Regions from separate parts of the Triticum aestivum genome. Here region 1 is linked to region 2. A link is a contact called in public Hi-C data. All regions are on one chromosome and are shown on one strand. The core of a region is the stretch at or near the end of the contact, and the rest is flanking DNA. Distances in the headings are between cores, read along the strand shown. Region 1 holds the start of LOC123180517 (transport inhibitor response 1-like protein Os05g0150500). Region 2 holds the start of LOC123180516 (double-stranded RNA-binding protein 2).

Region 1 (2,700 bases), core at 163-2,662, 170 kb after region 2:
AATCAGGAGGGCAAGTCCACAAACACACGCGATGGTAACTGAAAATGGAAAGGAGAACAATTCAAGCGAGATCCGGTGCCTCAGGCTCATGACGTGGGGATATACATTTTTTTAAGTAAAGGCGCATCTGATTGGTTTTAATTAAACTAGAAATAATTCCATCCTTTTGGCAAAAAGAGAAAAAGGGATGCATCCATCATTGGTACACAGATAGATAGATATCGTCTGCCAATCCCACAGATCCGTTCACGAGAGATCATGCTCACACAATGCAATCAAACATGGGCCAAAAGCTTCTGAAGAACAGGATGAAGGCTAGTTTGCAAATCACAGTTCAAAGCTTTGAAAGACATGACACTCGTTTGACTAGCACAAGAACACACTTGAGCTTATTAGGAGAGAAATAACAATAGCAGCTCCTTTGAATAGATCAAATCCATTCACGCTTAAACTAGGAATAGATCAAATCTTGACTGAAACTTGCATCAATGTCAAAGAAGTACCAAATGAAGCGCACACAACAAAATCAGTTGTTTTGCTCAAAATCGTTGAACCATTTTGAGGAAAGCCAGAGAAAATGTAATCATTTTGGCCGAACCAAGAACTGGTTAGATCACAAAAACCGAAAGCTCGAATGACCGAACAAAGCTCAAATCTGCAAGAGAAGGGAGCAAAGAAGCACCCAAATCTCCCGTCTTAGCTCAAAGCTTGACCGCCAAAGTCGGGGCCTCACCTGCAACCTTCGGTAATGGCGGCGAGGCCGGCGGTGCTGAATCCCTCGCATGAGACGAGGCGCAGGACCTGGAAGTTCCTGAAGGAGGAGGCGATCATCTCCAGGCACTCGTCGGTGACGACCATGCGCTTGAAGCTGAGCTCCTCGAGCAGCGGCCAGCCGTCGGCGGCGGCGGCGACCCAGGGCGCGGCCTCGGCGCCCCAGGCGGGCGGGACGAGCCCGAAGTCGGCGAAGTGGGGCTTGCCCTTGACCTCGGCGGCGCGGACGGAGGGGAAGCGGTCGACGGCGTCGCGCGGGGCGGCGGCGTAGCAGTTGGCGACGGCGAGGCGGCGCCGGGAGCGGCGCTCGGCCCCGAGCCAGCCGTGGCAGACGGCCGCCGCGGCGCCGCGGTCGGCGGCGGCGGGGAGGAAGGAGAAGGCGTGCTCCAGGACCTCGTCCGGGAGCGAGTGCCACGGCGGCGCGGCGGCGGCGCCGTCGCGCGCACCGCCGCGGCCCATCGGGGCGGCGCCGTCGCGCGCACCGCCGCGGCCCATCGGGGCGGCGCGGGCCGTCGCAGGGCCCGGGCTGGCTACCCGGCGGCTGGCGCGGGCCGGTGGAGCGCGCGGGGAGGCGGCGGCGGCAGGGAGAGCATCTGGAGAGGAGGGGGTGGAGAGAGAGGCTGCTGGCTCTCTCTTCTGTCTCTGCTCTCCCCCCTGGTCTTCTCGCTCCTCTGACGTACTGCAGGGTGCAGTTGGGCCACTGACAGGTGGGCCCGAAAGCAAGTTGGCCCACCTGTCAGTGACCCAACTGCACCCTGCAGTACGTCAGGGGAGCCGAGTCCCCTCCCCTCACCCTCACCTCTCTCTCTCTCCCCCTCTGCTTTTCTATTTTCATTTTTTTTTGAGAAGGAGATTTTTATTTTATTTTCTTTAGATAGACAGTGAGAGAGAGAGGACTGAGTGTGTACTGTCGTTGTCCTTTTGTTTTCTTTCTAGAGAGAGGAGATTTTTTTCTTTATTTTCTGTAATGTATTTCAGATTTATTTCTCATTGTTTCAGATTTATTTGTTTTGAGAGGGAAAAGAACTGTTTTTACTGCTCTGTGCTGAGATAGGGGTGAGCGAGCGAGCATGGAGAGGGAATGAACAGTGATGGAACTGATGGTAGGATGGAGGCGCTTGTTTCAGCTTGGGCTTTTTTGGGATTTGGGACGTGGACGCTGTGGATTCTGTGCGCAGTGGTTTGCAGCCGACGGTGTTCCTTTGAAGTGAACGTCGACAGTAGTTGAACGATTTGTGCACGATAACTCAACCCAGCCTTCAATCATGTGTGTTCAGTGGAGAATGATCGTTGGATCACATGTCGTTTGAAGTAGTCTGTGAAGTCGGTTCAAAGAAGTCGTCTGCGAAGTAGTCTCGCTTTGATATTGCCGGCATAAATTTTGTAGGGAAACTTTTGATGTTTTACAAGCTTTTTCTTCTGCGAATAGATGTTTTACAAGCTTTTACAAACCAAACATACCTTGTCGCATATACTAGTAATCAGAGCTTCGAAAAAAAAGACCATGAAATTGGTAGCTGCCAGAACGATTATTTCCCAAAATTAGTTGCTTTTAGCAACTCATATGTTTCATAATTTACCATGGAGCCATGATATAGGGTCAATACTTCTTCCAATGTTGCATTTAACCATTCATATTAAGATTAATAAAAAAATCATCACAAGCTCCTTTTCACATCAAATTTGATGGTATGCTAGGCATGTCATATATTGTTGATTTCTAGCATGATTTTTTTGGTATATATCTATATCTTTTTCTTGTTGTGATCCATGTGATGCTTTACTAATTACGATACACCTGTATGTGCGTATTTATTTTGGTAGAGTCATACAATAGCTCTCATCTGATGCTTGAACAACACGGTAAATCAAATCATTCACGTGTGAAACCGAAGTTCAGACGATGGGTTTTCCATCGTACTAAAACCG
Region 2 (2,700 bases), core at 54-2,553:
AAACCGGGGCGCATGATCTGGCCCCTCGCGGATGCACGCGTAGGACGGCAAGTTGAAGCAGCTCCTCTGCGCAAGCTCCTGGAGCTGGTTCTTGAACATGCCTGCATCCACCTCAAGAATCAAAGCTGGACCCACTAAACTACATCACCACTGGAGCCAGGCTCATAAGGGGTGACAAAGATCATCATAGCAACCCCCTAAACAATATGAAAATTTGGAGAAAACATTGAACAGCGGCGTGAAGAAATGCATACCTTCGAAGCGGAAGTATCAATCAAGCAGTGTATGAAGCTATGTTCAGAGTTGAGAAGAGCTGCTTCTGGCCTTAACCCTTGCTTTGATGCCCTCTTGTTGCAGTAGATAAGAAGAGGTCTCAGATAATTAATAGCCAGTGCTGTACTCCCAGTCCTGTAGAGGAACAAATAAGTCCCGGATCAAATGGAAGCAATAAACATAATGCTGGCGTTAGCAGAGGCAACCATACTAACAATGAGTAAGACTACTGGAAGCAATAAACTGCAGTCCTCAGAGGATTCATTGGTACTTTTATGAGGATTCACTGGTAGTACTAGAGCAGAGCAGGGGAGGCAATGAAGCACGCAAGGACAACAAGAGCAGCTGATTCCCATTAAAAAAAACACAAGAGCAGCTGATTCAGCTCGCTGCCTCGTCTAATTAATGCACTGCCACAGTAAATCTAAGAAAGATATCGCACCCAATGAGTAACAAATCCAGAAACCTCTGATTAACTGACACAGAGGAAGAGAAAAGAGAACGCATGGAATGATATGGACCAAACATTTGGGACTGGCTAAGAACCTAATCGTATCCAATTAGAGAGACGCCGGAGCCAAGAAAGAAACCCCGCCCCGCCGCGCCGGCGAGATCGACCAAACCACATCGGCGGGAACCCGACCCCAGATCGAACCAAGCCCCACGAAACCAAGAGATGAGCAGACCAACCTGCGACGAGAAACCGCCGACTCTCCCTCCACCTTGAATCCTCGACCCCTCTCAACCGCGGAGGAAGCGAAAGGGAAAAAGGCAGCGAAGACACGAACCACCGACAGCCGCGACAAAAATCTCTCCTTTCTGTTAGCGGTTGCCTCCGCGTGGTCGCTTGGTTTGGCCGCGACTGCGAGGGTGGGCTCAGCTACGCCATTAGGCTAGGGCGGCGGCGCTGCAGCAGCGGGCGGCGGCCATCAGCAGCGAGATTGGGAAGGGAGGCGTGTTGCTTTCCGGCGCTTTTCGTCTGCATCCTACTCCTCCTACTCCTTTTTTTTTTCCGAGCCCGTGTGTCATGTGCACGCAACGGCGATCATTATTGCCGGCCACGAGGAAAACAGCGGTTAACGTCGCTTCGTTAAGGCATAGTGGAGTGGCTGATTAAGGCATGTTTGGTTGGCCATTAATATTGCTCCACTTTCATTGAAATATTTACAAAGAAAATAAAAGATCTCGAGTATTATACGAAATTTCAAAGAATTGCGCGGAGGGATCGGACCATTGATCAACTCAAAAAAACTCAGATTCGATTACATAAGTCGAACTGAAAGTTCACCTCGTACTATCCTTGTTCCTACCTTCAAATTCAAGAAGTGTACCAATGATACTCTCACACATGTTCTTCTCAATGTGCATAACATTCAGGTTGTGAGGTAACATAAGATTCTTCCAATATGGCAAATCATATAAGCTCGCCTTCAGGTGCCATGTTGGATGATCCACGCGCTTTCTCTTTCTACATGGATTTCCTGGGTACTTACCTAATTTGAACTTCTCCTTAGCACATTGTAAGTACGAATCAAATTCTTTGCTTGTGAACTTCCTTGGTGGTGTCCTATCCTCTGTCTTATTATTAAACGATGCTTTCTTTCTTCGTAAAGCATGTTTGAGAGAAAGGAATCGATGATGGCCAATATATCTAAATTTATTTTTCAGTTTCTCATAGCAAGGATCCTCATCGCAATACACACATGCATAATAACCCTTTTGTGCTCCGACCTGAGTGGTGCTATATGCAGGGAAATCATGAATGGACTAAATAAGCATCGCAAGTAAATTGAAATCTTGTTTCGTGGGTATATCTTCTATTTTCACACCAACCCAAAGCTCTGCATATCCTTTACCATTGGTTGCATTTATACATGAATATCCTTTCCTGGTAACTTTTTTCTCGGATCAACAATGTCATCATGAAATTAGATCGGTCCATGCACATCCAGGGTGGGAAGTTGTATGGAATGACAAAAACATGCCACATATTGTATGCACTACTCATGTGGCCAAAGGGATTGAATCCATCTGTTGGAAAGCCTAACTTCAAGTTACGGGGACCCGCAACAAAGTCTTCATGTTCCGCGTCGAAGGCCTCCCATGCCTCGCCATTAGCAAGGTGCCTCATGACATTTTTCTTCTTCAACCCTCATATCCTTGTGCCACCCGATGTGCTCTCATATTTTCCCCGAAGAAAAAAAACTTTGTAACCAGGGGATTATCGAAAAGTACCAAAAGATCTGGTGAGGAACCTTTTTCTTTCCATCACCATGTCTGCACCTTGATGTACCACACTCGGGACAATGAATGATGTTGGCATGGTCTCTCCAATACAAAACGCAGTCATACTTAAATACATGAATTGTCTCATAACGAAGACCAAGATCAGAAAGAGCTCTCTTAGCATCAACGCAAGATTTCAGA

Evidence for each region. A called contact is a pair of places that touch in the nucleus more often than the background predicts.
Region 1: a Hi-C map of leaf shows a contact between it and region 2, with 5 times the contacts expected there. The contact joins the promoter of LOC123180517 here to the promoter of LOC123180516 in region 2. A contact is called at or near these places in 2 of 5 Hi-C or Micro-C datasets (both in leaf).

The regions. Positions count from the first base shown.
Region 1 is chr1D:90,259,630-90,262,329 of IWGSC CS RefSeq v2.1, forward strand. LOC123180517 (transport inhibitor response 1-like protein Os05g0150500) reads right to left here and starts at 1,413. Exons shown (of 3, transcript XM_044592582.1): 1 at 734-1,413. The coding sequence starts at 1,266.
Region 2 is chr1D:90,093,221-90,095,920 of IWGSC CS RefSeq v2.1, forward strand. LOC123180516 (double-stranded RNA-binding protein 2) reads right to left here and starts at 1,304. Exons shown (of 5, transcript XM_044592581.1): 1 at 964-1,304; 2 at 255-408; 3 at 1-101. The coding sequence starts at 99.